Regions from separate parts of the Mus musculus genome. Here regions 1, 2 and 3 are each linked to region 4. Evidence: chromatin contacts called from public promoter capture Hi-C data. All regions are on one chromosome and are shown on one strand. The core of a region is the stretch at or near the end of the contact, and the rest is flanking DNA. Distances in the headings are between cores, read along the strand shown. Region 1 holds the start of Mtres1 (mitochondrial transcription rescue factor 1). Region 2 holds the start of Rpf2 (ribosome production factor 2 homolog). Region 3 holds the start of Ddo (D-aspartate oxidase). Region 4 holds the start of Cep57l1 (centrosomal protein 57-like 1).

Region 1 (3,126 bases), core at 334-2,833, 1.7 Mb before region 4:
TTTCTCTGTGAAAGGAGCCCTAGCTGTTCTAGACTTGCTTTTTAGACCTGGCTGGTCTCAAACCCACAGAGATCTGCCTGCCTCTGCCTCACAAATGCTAAAACTAAAGACATGGGCTACCATACCCTGCAATCTTTTTAATTTTTTTAAAAAATTTTTTCCCAAGGGGTGGTGAACTGGCTCAAAGGATAAAGGCTTTCGCTGCCAAGACTAAAAGACCTGAGTTCCCTAGGTCAAACATGATGGCAGGTGTTGACCTACAAGTAAATGCAACTGTGTATCCCTCCTGATCTCACAATGTCAACCGTGTAGATGTATCATTTCAGCATTTGAAACAATTTGTAGTTGTGCATTCCTCTTATACAAACACAATCAAGAAACTATTGTGCCAACTTAGGAGAAAGGAGCATCAATGAAAAGGCGGGGAACAGAGCTCACAGACTTGGAAGGGAAACGTCTGAAAAAGAAGAAAATCAGGAAGGCTACTTCTCGTTTAATACAGCATATATCCCAACAAACGTTAACGCAAACATATCTAAACCTGGGCTCCAGAGGGAAGGGCACTGGCTGCTCTTCCAGATGAGCCAGATTCCATTCCCAGCATCTGCATGGTGGTTAGCAACCATCTGTAACTCCAGTCCCAGGAGATGCAATGCCCTCTTCTGGCCTCCTTCAGCATAGAGGCACATGGTACATGCAGGCAAAGACACTCATACACGTAAAAGTATTTACGTTTTAAAAACAAACAAACAAAACAAAACAAAACAAAAAAACAACTTTTGTGAAACTGACTGTACTCTAGTGTCTGGGCTATATTCCATCTGACTCCCAAGGTTTGTTTTCACTGGTTCCACTAAACCGTGTTTTCCTAGACTCTAACCCCTGTCCAATCACTTCTGGCATGGCAAGAAAACTGAACGAAAACGGTGTGACTTAGTTTTTTTTGGGGGGTGGGGGGTCAGGGGTTGATATATTGAGACAGGGTTTCATGTAACCCAAGCTGGTCTCAAGCTTGTTATGTAGCCAAAGACAGGTCAAGTGACTTACTTGATCTTTCTGCCTCCACTCCCCCAATGATAGGATCACACCCAATGTGAGGTATTTTATTTATTCCCATTTATATTTATTTCTTTGTAGCTCAGCCTGGCCTCGAACTTCCTAGTCATGTACCCAAGGAAAACCTTGAACCCCCATTCTTCCTACCTCGGTCTCTCCAGTGTTGGGATTACAGCGATACACCTACACACGGACGGGTTAGAAGTAAACTCTTATATTCTGTGATGTTAAGACAGTTTTCTGGAGACAACATCTATAACTCACTAAGAAGTTCAGGGCTTTGGCTATTCGAGAGAAAGAACTTTTGCTTCCAAACCAAATTCTTCTGGAACTGGCTGCCAAGCTCAGCGGGCCTGGGATGGGCCTCCCACGTCCCCTCTCCCCCCCCCCCCCCCCCCCACCTCACTTCCCCACACCCCGACCTCAACAGCGTGGTCCTCCAAGGCGCCGCGTCCAGCAGGGGACGCTGTGAGGCCACCACCGTGCTCAGATGCGCCTAGGGGTCCACTCTCTGCGTAGGCTGGGGCGGAAGAGGCGGGGCAGGTGCGGAGGTGGCTCCCGCCTGCGGTCGGCGCGGTCCGGGGAGGGACCAGCGGACTGCGCAGGTGAGTGCGCCCCTACTGGCCCGCCGGCTCAGCCCCTCGCCGGGCGCTTCGCCCTCGGCTGGCTTCTGCCCTGCGGCGCTCCGGCCGTGTCTGCGAACCCTTCCCGTTCCGCAGAGTTGGGGTTGCCTAGGGACGCCTCTCGAACCCCGGGACCGTGGGAATTAAGCTGGCCCAGGCTGTGCGTCCCCGGACTTGGGTGCAGCAAGCTGCAGACACACTGACTCGGGGCTGGGCGGCGTGGGAGTGTCCAGTTTCCTTTGACCTTGGGGGACCTGGGGAAGGTTCGGGATGGGAGGGCTCCAGGGGAACTCGATCTTGTGTAGAAGTCCGCTTCCGACGTCCGCAGAAGGGAAGGGTTTCGTAGCTGTAGACCCAACCAACTGGAGGCCAGGCCCGGGTCTTACAGAGCGGTGACACGCTAAGGAACGTGGATCCACTCCCAGCGTAGTGCAGGTCAAGGACAGCTTTGCCTGTGTATCCTAAACACTGCTCTTCTGCCAGTCTTAGCCTTCGTTATAGAGTCTATAGCTTTATAGAAATCTCACCCGAAACGAACCTTACGGGCTTTCTTTCCTAGTCATCTCTAATGCAAACTGCCGTCAAGGAGATTTTTTCATATGGACTCCTGCCGGGTTACTTTCCTACTAAAACTCTCTGTATCTCTCGTGCCGTCTGGGTGACCTCCAGACTTAGGTCTATAAGACTTTTTTAAGGCGGCCTCGTTGTGACTGGCTTCTTACTTTTATAGTGAACGATGTCCTTGAACACGTGAGCTCCTGCCTCTTTCCCAGATGCTTGAATTATAGGCTTGCAACAGCGTTCCTAGCTTCTGCAAGTTTTTAATTACCAGGCACTATTTCTGTGCACGTGAGATAAATAAAACAGGGATGAAGAAGAAGTCTAGTCTTGTGGAGTGTATGCACATGCAGACAGCATCTGGTAAATTACACAGCAGCCTGTGATTAGCTCTGGGGGTGGGGTAAGTGTGGTAAAGGGGACCGATTGGCAAGGTGGAGTTGCGTTGGAATAGTTGGAATGGAATGGGTAGGCCCCGCTGAGGGGATGTGTTTGAGTCTAGACTTGAAGGTGAGTTTCCTTGCAGATACCTAAGTGAGAGTGTTCTAGGCCTGTCTGGAACAAAGGTCCCTAGTTTGTCCAGAATGTGTCCCCCTAGTTTCATGTGTTAGGAATTTGGTGCAGTACCTTTAGGAAGAGCAGGGCCATGAAGGTTCTTTCTGAAGAATGGACAGTCGGTATTAGTGGGTATTAAGGGAGTACGTGGCTTTGTTATGAAAACAAGCTCTCTCTGGCATGCTTACACCATCCTTATCTTCCACCTTGTGATGCAGCAAGAAGTCCTTTCACCAAATGGCAGCTTCTAAAGGGCAGAAGGGAAGGGGAGTTTGTTTAAGGGGAGAAGAGGGTTAGAGGCAGTTGACTTGAATTTCCCAGACTCTAGAGGCAT
Region 2 (3,176 bases), core at 152-2,651, 1.6 Mb after region 4:
TTCAATTGCTTGCTAGCACAGCTCATAGAACTTGGGAAAAGGAGTTTGTTTACCAGATGGATTTATTGCTTATTTATTTTGAGACAGTGTCTTAAATAGTCCGGTCAGACTTGGACAGGAGTTTGTGCCTAGGACGGTGTATATAGTTAAGTGCTATACCACTGAGACTGCCCAGGTAGCTCCAGCCAGGCCTTTAAAGCTATTTAGAAGCCACCTTCCTAACTTGCCATTATCCATCCCAATATGCAAAAAGATGGATTTCCTGGAATGGCAGGACATGCCTTTAATCTTGGTAGGCTATGCATTTAGTTCCAGTGGTCCATAGGGAAAGGCAGCATCTCAGGTTCTACACCAGCACGGTCAACAGCTCTATGCCAGCACTGGCTGCATTTCAAGATCCTCACCCCAAAACAGAGCACACAAATGCACAGACCTTGCAATGGTAAATTAGGTCACTTGTGGTGGCAAATGACTGTAATTTTTGTCACTCAAGTGGCAGAAACAACACAGAATTCAAGATCCCGGTGATCTATATAGCAAGTTACAGGCCAGAGAAAGTGATGTAGAGAAACCCTGTCTCAAAACAAAACTCAAAATTTAATAAAGTCAGACCCAAGACTGCACACTATGAGATTCAATTCATACTATGTACAGCAGACTAGGCAATTCCAGGCAACACCGTGCCACTCGTGGATGGGTATGTGAGCTCTTTGAAGTAATAAAAGTATATTGCATGAGATAATAGTTGATGGTTGCATCTAAATCCCTACACAGCCTGATCTTCCAGCCTTCCTTTCTAAAGTACTGAGATGCCAGGACTGCAGCCCAATGCTGAGTTCTTTGATGTGTGTGTGTGTGCGCGTGCACCTCATTGTGGAGTGGAGGTTGAATTTTTAATTTTCAATTCTGCCCTCTCCTCCCCCAATGCTGGTGTTACTGCCTTCACGGCTGTGCTGGCTTCAGTGGCTTTGTGAAGGCACCCAAACCAATGAATTGTACACATTACCAGGTGTATTTTATATAACTATATGCAAGTTATATGACTGAGACTTGAGAGAAAGTCACGATGAGCAGTATTCTTCGTGTATCTTTCATGTAGAAGGCGAGGGGTTAATCAAGCTGCTTCAACTGCTCTCCCAGTTAATGGCGTCCTTTTCATAGCAGTACTTTTGGTAACTGAGTACCGTACCTCCAACCTTTCTAGCATTCTGGTTATTTCCCTGAAAAGGAACACTTGCCTCCCAAATCCTCGACTAAGTCGTTTACTTTCCGGAGAACAATCAAACAACGTTCCGTAACCAAGGGAGACGGAACGCCATGCCTTCCCAAAATGGCCGCCAGCGCGGACAGCCGGGCTGTCCATTGAAGTGGTATTTCGCACTTCCGGCACCGTCTCTTCCGGCGCTCGCGGCGGCTTCCCGGAAGTAATCGGTACACGTGCATTCGCTAAGGGATCTTGCAGCTATGGATGCTTTGGACAAAGTTCTGTAAGTGTGTGGGGCGCGATGGCGTGGGGGCGAGTCTCCCGTGACCTCCGACGCGGTCTTCCCGCTGTCGCTCTTTCCGGTCGTGCTTTGCTAGTGGTCCCTGGGAAGGAGTCGGCTCGGCCGATTCTCCGTCCCGAATCGCCGCTGGGGAAGCCGTGGTGGCAGACCGCGGGCGGTGGACTGGAGCGAGGGCGGACGCTGTGATCGGCTTATGACCTCGCCGCTGATAGATTCTGAGCTGTGAGAATGGTGGTGGCCTCGGAATCTGACAAGAACCAGGCGACAAACTGGACTCAAAGTTTTGTCACTCTGGGCATTTGAACAGCCCTAAATCAGTTTACCCTGTAAAAAATAGCTGTCACAACAGCCGTGTGTCATAGAACTGTAGAGAGCAGTGTTTGCCACAACAGGTACAAAATGGGAATTTTTCTTTTCCTTCCAACCTTGTACACTTCTGCATTTCCCTGAGTGATGGTTACGTTTGTTCAAAAAATACTTATTGAGTTCCCAAATGCTATTGCATTGGTTCTTACAGTTTTCTGCTACTTAAGTAAATATGTAGTGTAGACGACAGTTTCTTTTTAGTCATTAATGAATTTTGTGCACCTACTATGACTAACTAGTAAGGTGCTATTTATATTGATAACTGGTTAGTCAAATTGCATAAAGACACGGGCTGTAAAGTGTATAAAAACAGTGTGTGCCTTGATTTAACTCAATAAAATGTGTACATCTTTGACTGACTATTAAATGACTAACTTGGGTTTTTTTTTTTTTTGTTTGTTTGTTTTTTCGAGACGGGGTTTCTCTGTATAGCCCTGGCTATCCTGGAACTCACTCTGTAGACCAGGCTGGCCTTGAACTCAGAAATCTGCCTGCCTTTGCCTCCCAAGTGCTGGGATTAAAGGCATGTGTCACTACTGCTCAGCCTAACTTGGTTTTATACATGACATTTCATTGGAGGAGAATTTTTAAATTCTATGTGGGAAATTAAGGTGTATGCATATTTTGGGTTTTCTTTTATTTTTTTCTTTCTTTCCTCTCCCTTTCTCCTTCCTTTCCTTCCTCCCCTCCCTACCTCCCCTTTTCTTTCTCTCTCTCTTTCTCTCGCTCTCTTTTTGTCCCTCCTCCCTTCTTTTTTTTCTCTCTTTCTTCTTTCCCTACCTGTCCCAAGACTGGGAAATGGAGGGTTATTTTTATTTGAGAGAGGAGAAATTTTGTTCATAGAAAACTGTGAAAAGTATCATGTTTACTGCAGCAAATCAGAAGCAAAGTTGAATTCTTTTTTTTTACATTCTTTTTTTTTAAATTAGGTATTTTCTTTACATTTCCAGTGCTATCCCAAAAGTCCCCCATACCCTGCCCCCTGAATTATTTGCACATTGGAGTTGTAACTTACATCTAGTACAATTTTAACGTTGGCTTCCATGCCAGCAGTGAAGATCTTGGGCATATTATTTTTTTAGTCTTGAGTTGCCTGATTTGTTAAAGAGCTGTAATTACAGGCCACCATGCAGAAACATACTAAGTTAAAAACAACGCTTAACTTGACGTCATCTCATTTTTTAAATTTATTTTTATTTATGTATGTGTGAATGCTAGCTTGTATTTATGTGCACTTGTGTATGCAATGCCCGCAGAAGCCGGAAGAGAACAGCAGGTCCCTGGAACTGGAATTACAGCCAGTTG
Region 3 (3,311 bases), core at 654-3,153, 1.2 Mb after region 4:
CCACAGAGAGAGTGGAGGTTCGTGTTTGGAGGAACTCTCAGATGACTGGGAGACACCAGGCCATCTTCAGGATCACTCATGCCTATTGGTGGCCGGTGTGAAATTAGCATCTTGCAAATGTACCGTCTCTCACCTGCACACGTGTGAGGAATAAGCATCCCAGCCGCTACATTACTGGTGGTATCAGGAGTGAACCTGTCTGAGATGACAGTGACGGTGCATCCGGGAACCAGTTGGGAAATGCATGCTGCAGTAGACAGCCCTATCACGCCAGCTCCAACGACCGCAATACACACTGTGTCCATGGCCTAAGGAGGAAAACGCAAATGGACCACCTTGCTTAGGGCATTATTCTCCCCGGATGAAATCTGACCCTAAAGTTCTTTCCTTACATCAGGCAGCCTCTCAGAGTAAAACTTCCTTCCGAAAAAGGGTCCCCAGGACCCAGCCCAGCAACCTTTTAAGCTCTCATTCCATAAATAACAGTGCGAACTTCGAGGTCTCTCTACGGGCAATTGCTACCAAAACAGAATCAGCCTAGGTTTGCCTGCCGTGCTCACCAGCACTAATCACATGGCATTCGGGGGTAGAATTCTAGTCATAGTGCCCTTGCCTAACTTTTTCCCTATGGGCACATTCTAGGGACTGCTGAGGAGGTAAGCTAGTCCTGGGAAGCAGCCGAGCTGTGACTTCTGCTCCCGGGACTCTAGGGAGCAGACACAGAGGTCATGTCTGGCTGCCACAGATGATTGCATAACAGGAAGAAATGGCCGCGGTCCTTTAGCCTCTGTGCCTTCACCTGAAGACAGCACCAAATGAATTCTTATTAGCCTCTTTGAGTAGTAAACGGCAGGCCGCTGAGGCTGTCTCCCAAATAGATCCCCTGTGGGAGGATGTAGGGAAAATGTAGATACCAGGCGCCTGCGCCAGGCACCCCAAGGCTGACATCTTGTGTGGAAGGTAGAGAGAGGGGCAAAGATGTCAGTGTCCTCCACGCTCTCCGCAGAGGCAGCAGGAATCTGTTACTTGGTGCTGACCTGTCAGCCTCCTGCCCGCCTTCACTTCTTTGTCTTACTATGTGTGCTCCATGCCCAACTCCCTCTATCTGGCTCAATTCCAGATTAAGGAGAGTGGACAAAACGTAATTATTCCAGTTAGTTATAGCCATTCCTTAGGGGTAAAGTTCTCTCAGCCAGCTGCTTGTGTTGTTAGCCTAAATCCCACCCACCCCTGGTACAATCCCTTCTTGCAACAGGCAGTGAACAGGGCATCAGGCCAGGTGAGGTTAGCCATGGCAGACATCATGAGGTCTGGCTATGAGTGGTTCTCTGCCTCCTCCCTAGCTCCACTTGACTCCCACTCCGTGAGCCTTGAAGCCTTTTCAGGGAGGTTTAATGTGCGCTTCTCCTCCAACTGAGCCGTGTGCGTTTCTGAGCAGGTGAGCTGAGATGTCAGACTGCCAGGGTTGAAGAAAGACAAGAGAAGATTCCCAGCAGGACACAGTCCAGTGGGGAAGGCTGGGAGAGGGAGGTCCTGGACTTGTTTCCAGAGGAGGTAATAGAAGACAGACGGCCATGATCTTACTAGTTGCCTATCTAGCAGCCTTGCGCCACAGCTCTAATAAGTTAACACTAGGGTGAAAAGCAATCTGTGGCTAAGAATAACCAGCTGCCAGTGGAGTGGAAAGAGAGCCAGAAACATAGGGCATGTCCTGATATAGTGTGACCTATCAATCTCTGGCCCCAACCCCACCAAGACACACCCCTAAAATCCCAGAGTGCATACAGAACGACCCTAGAGCAAAGAGTGAGGATTCAAATACCTGTCTCTGAAAAAGCAGTCTGGTATCCACCGGAGGTCCTGGCACCAACACTTGTTTTCCAGTGACCTGTTAGCCTGGTCTCCTAAGAGACAGGGAAAACAAAACTCCTTCCCATTGGGGAAATTATTAAGGACACTCTCTCTAAGCTTACCCTCCATTGGTCCATGCCACAGTGTCTGCCTCTGACTCCCCAGGAGAGAGGCACGTGTAAGCTCTGTGGAACTGCCTCTCTGCCAAGCCTGCAGGGGAAGTTTCGTCCTCTATGACCTGTCTTTGTCTGGCTTTCAAGAACTTCAGCTTGCCACCAGCCTGGAGTTTCTCCGGCTGATTTGTTTGCATGGCAAATAAATGGGTGGTCTGTCTGACTTCCAAAAAGTCCCAGCTAGAACCAAGCACTCGTTTCCCCTGCCGCATTGTTCAGAGTTGTTGATAGCTGAGATGCCGGCCTGGTGGCAGATGGAAAATTTATTCAGAAAATAAGTTAGGATGAACCAAATATTTATAGAAGGGAACTGGTATTTGCTGAGTGTCACCTCCTCAGAAACACACACAGCTCAGTAGTAGGAAAAGCCCACATTAAACCTCCCTGAAAGTCATTTGATTCTAGAGACGTAATTGGTTGTATCACAATAGCTATAATATATCTTAAAGATTTGTTTTACATTTAAATTGCTGTGGTCTGTTGGTCTGTGGTCTATTGCATGTTGTTCTCACATGCACGCAGTGCCCATGGAGGCCAGAAGAGGGCACCAGATGTCCTGGAGCTGGAGTTATAGGTGGTGGTGCGCCACCTGATGAAGGTGCTGGCAATTACATGTGTTAATCGCTGAGCCATTTCTCCAGCCCAGATAATATTTAATAGAATAATATTAACCACGTTAATATACTAATAAGAGATTTCGCTTTAGCCATGACTGTATCACCACGTAACACCATTCTCTTGTGAAATGAGACGTATCCTCCTTATTCTACAGATATAAACCGAGGCTCCAAGACATGTGGAAAAGCCCATGGTCTCTTGTGTGATAAAGGCCATTCTGTGTAGCAGACTCCCTATGCATGCTCTCAGCCAAGCAGAGGTCCTCTTTGTCAAAGCAGGGTCCTCACTATCTTATCTTGAGCAAGTCAGAGGCTGTCTCAGTCTGTCTTCCCATCTGAAAAGGAGAGAAAGATGATTCCTTTTGCATGTGGCCATGAGCCTCTGGTGAGCTCAGCTAGGTACGATTTTATACAAGGCTGTCTGGGTGTCAAAATGGAAAAGAAAGGGCATTGTCCCTTCAGTCCACAATCCCAAAGTCACAGAAAATGGAACAGTTCTGTGTCTAGGGGAATGGGTTCTTTCTCCACACACATCCAGCAACCAATATAGCAGACTCTCCAGCAGACACATCCGGTTCAGCAGGATTCTCTTTCAATTCTGGCACCTTCTACCTGAAGATGGTATCTGGTACCACAGGTTGGAGGCTCAGGTCTTAAGACTTACCCCTTA
Region 4 (3,078 bases), core at 117-2,616:
ATAAGCAGATGAGCAAGAAGTTTATTCATCCCATCCAAAGAAACCGCGTTTGAAAGTCCGTCTGAAGGTCGGGAAAGTGTCTCTTTCGCTGAACGAAGGTATTCGGTTTTTCTCAAAACGATCTGCCTAATGTTTTCCAGTGCTGTCTCTCTAGTAGTCGTGTCTCTGCTGCACAGTCCCTCCCATCTCGCTTCATTCTCTCCTTCAGCCATGACAATCAAGAGCTTTTTCTTTTTCAGCGTTTAGTCAGTTACCTTTCAGCATTCCCCCAAAGCAGCCCGTCGTTTGTTTGTTTTTTAAACAAAAAACAAAAACAACGAGAAACGCTAAGAATAAAGTCAGAGAAATCCAGCCGTCGTGAAAGCAGGCGTCTGGATGGCACTGGGAATCACACGTGCTTTTTAAAGTTGATGCTTTCAAATCGATCCACAAGGCGGATCACCCAGGCACCCTCTCCTACACGAGGGCAGTCTTCTGACAGAGATTGAAAAGAACAAACTTGGAAAGTTGCAATCTCACAGAGCTGGTTAGCTGGACACAGAGTCCCGGGGAAGTGTTCTCTGTGTCGCAGGGTCAGCGGATATCCTCACGTTGTGGAGCTGTCAAATCCGTGCTTGGTCCCAAAAGGCTGGTAAACAGTAGAAGGTTCTCCAGCCATTCGATTTTTTGTCTGTGCAGCGGCTGGTTCTCGACCGTTCCCACCCCGCCCTCCTCCGACACCAGTCTCCGCCCCCCTCGGCTCCTCCTAGCGCCGCGGCAGGGCAGCGGGCGGGTGCTGGCGGGGTAGGCGGTAGACCCTGGCCCTTAGCTGCTGGGGCCCGAGGCTCCGGTGCTCCGGGGGAGCAGTGTCCGCCAATCACAGTGTCAGCGGCGACTAAGGGCGGCGTCCCCAACCCTGCCGGTTCTTGTCCCCCGGGGTACGCCGATGCTCCTCTTACTCCTCTGTCCTCGCCCACCTCCGCCAAGCCAGAGGGCACCCCGCAATCCAGCAGTCATCGAGCCCAGGGCTGCACGGCTGAAGCAAAGGGCCCCAGGCACAGAGCCCGCCCCTTCGCCCAGCCCCGTCGGTGGGGATCGGCCCAGAGGGCGGGAGCAGGGAGGGGAGACGGGGTCCTCACCCCCAGCCCCTCCCCTGTCCCCGCCCGGGACCGCCGGGAGCCGCCCCTGCCCCATGCCTGCCTCTCCGCCCAGGCACACGCGACCCGCAAAGACAGCCATTGGAAGCAGCCCCGCCCTCGGGCAGAGTACCTCCGGACCCCGAGTCCAGCGCGCCACTGACTAAGACCGGCTGCTGCGCATGCGCGACGCCGGCCAGGGCGCATGCGCTTTCCGCGGTGTTGTCCTTTCTCGACGTTTGGAGGCGCTGGTTTGAAGAAGGGGAAAGAAAAGTAAGGAGTACAGATGCCCGGAGATGTTTATCGAACAAGAAAAGCCGAACAAATAAAGGTGCTCTATAGTATTCCAAGTAGAAATGGGATAGAATTATGAGTGACAGCCAAGCAGGCAGGGCTTTGCGTTGGCTTTTGGGAAATGTAGTTGTAATGCTAACTACGCGCTCTGTTTGCGACAGAAACTACAATTCCCAGATGCCACCGCGACACTTGTCTTTGCCCGCGAACCAACGGTTCTGGAGGCCGTGGTTAACTGGGAGCGTCCATCTGGTAAGCGTGGTAGGCTTGGTTGTGACCCGTTCAGTGAAAAAAAATTTTTTTTTTCCCCTCGGAAACTCTGGTGCCGACGCCATCTGGGATTGCTTCCTTTCCGTCGTGGCTTGCCGGGAGAGAAATAGTGCAGGTGCTCAACACCTTTGGTTGGGTGACTGAGGCAAGGATTTGGGGATCATTGTTTGGAAGGCCAAGGAGCAGCCTTAAGACAGGCAAACTGGAAAAAAAAAAAAAAGAAAAGAAACAAAAAAGCAAAACAAAAAACCGACGCCGCTGCTTCTGCTGTCCTCTTGCACATAGGCCCGTGCTGAATGGATTAGGAATCCCTAAGCGTTGCCATTGCACCTTTGCCCTTACAGGGATCTGTTTTGTGCTGTCTTTGCTCAGTCAGATAGCATCCGAAGGGGATCTTTGAAAGCAAGTCTCTTGTGTCTGAGACTGAAAAGAACTTCAAATGTCCTTAGGTTTGGAAGGTTCTGTATGAAAAGAAGCCTATAAAAACCTCCTAAATGTGTTATCTTTGAACGATATGGTCATTTCTCTAAAGGTGTTTTTGGAAGGTTTTTAATAGACTGGTAATCGGATTCGATTTTAATCCTTTGTTTTACAAAGTAAACATAGTCATAAAATATTAATCTGGAACTAAAGAGATGGTGCAGTAGTTAAGAATTGTTCTTATACAGTACTTAAGTTCGATTCTCAGCCCCAACTTGGCAGCTCACAGCCATTCATAACTTTAGTTCCAGAGGATCTGATGACTTCTAACCTCAGTAGACACCAGGCATAAACCTGGGGCACAGGCATACATGCAAACAATACACTCATTGAAAAATCCAAAACCATAAAAATTAATGAGGCTTTTAACATGAGAAAAGTGTAACAATAACTTTTATTCTCCTGCTGTAATTGCTGTCTGGAGGCTTACTGCCTCCATCAGCTAATCTAGGCCCAATCCTGCAAGCTTCTAGCTTCTGTAAAGGCCTATAGTGTTTCCAGCTTTTGAGACTTCCTGCTGAATAAGCTCACTCTTTCTAGCTCTTTCTGAATTCTTGCTCTCTGGTTCAACTCAGCTGTTTTGGCCCAAACTCCTCTGACTGATTCAAACTGGCGTCTCTTGCTTCTGACTGAATTGCTCTGCTTGGCTTCAAACTAACTTTAGCAATGTGTTCTACTCTTCTGGCTCCTCCTTATTCTCTGGCTCAGCCTGTCATGTCTAGCTTGTTCTCTCTTCACCCTGTCTCTGTAAAACTCTCCCGGTAACACTGTCTCTTTTCCTCTCTCCCTCTGTCTGCTCCCTCCTATGTTGCCTCTCTCTCCTCTCTCATGAGAGTTGGGTAGATCCTAGTCTACTGAATCTTTTTCTGATTCATCACTTTGTTTCCCTCTCTGTTAGACTTCACTTTCAAACAAAGCT

Evidence for each region. Promoter capture Hi-C pulls out the DNA fragments that hold promoters and counts their contacts. Capture Hi-C pulls out chosen DNA fragments and counts their contacts.
Region 1: a contact with region 4 is called in a promoter capture Hi-C map of liver, with 5 times the contacts expected there. The contact joins the promoter of Mtres1 here to the promoter of Cep57l1 in region 4. A contact is called at or near these places in 1 of 39 promoter capture datasets (liver) and 2 of 9 other capture datasets (adipose tissue and liver).
Region 2: a promoter capture Hi-C map of pancreatic islet shows a contact between it and region 4. The contact joins the promoter of Rpf2 here to the promoter of Cep57l1 in region 4. A contact is called at or near these places in 2 of 39 promoter capture datasets (embryonic stem cells and pre-B cells), 1 of 484 Hi-C or Micro-C datasets (cardiomyocytes), 2 of 115 datasets of contacts at active chromatin or transcription factors (astrocytes and pancreatic cancer cells) and 2 of 9 other capture datasets (liver and pancreatic islet).
Region 3: a promoter capture Hi-C map of liver shows a contact between it and region 4, with 5 times the contacts expected there. The contact joins the promoter of Ddo here to the promoter of Cep57l1 in region 4. A contact is called at or near these places in 3 of 39 promoter capture datasets (frontonasal cranial neural crest and liver).

What each region holds. Positions count from the first base shown.
Region 1 is chr10:43,539,475-43,542,600 of GRCm38.p6, reverse strand. It overlaps Mtres1 (mitochondrial transcription rescue factor 1), which reads left to right and starts at 1,583. Exons shown (of 4, transcript NM_026411.2): 1 at 1,583-1,661.
Region 2 is chr10:40,245,264-40,248,439 of GRCm38.p6, reverse strand. It overlaps Rpf2 (ribosome production factor 2 homolog), which reads left to right and starts at 1,401. Exons shown (of 10, transcript NM_023323.3): 1 at 1,401-1,487. The coding sequence starts at 1,465. Gtf3c6 (general transcription factor IIIC, polypeptide 6, alpha) reads left to right here. Exons shown (of 6, transcript NM_026113.5): 6 at 1-739.
Region 3 is chr10:40,628,603-40,631,913 of GRCm38.p6, reverse strand. It overlaps Ddo (D-aspartate oxidase), which reads right to left and starts at 1,903. Exons shown (of 5, transcript NM_027442.5): 1 at 1,823-1,903; 2 at 134-308. The coding sequence starts at 305.
Region 4 is chr10:41,808,156-41,811,233 of GRCm38.p6, reverse strand. It overlaps Cep57l1 (centrosomal protein 57-like 1), which reads left to right and starts at 1,366. Exons shown (of 11, transcript NM_001243074.1): 1 at 1,366-1,446; 2 at 1,571-1,661. The coding sequence starts at 1,587. Sesn1 (sestrin 1) reads right to left here and starts at 660. Exons shown (of 10, transcript NM_001162908.1): 1 at 1-660. The coding sequence starts at 212.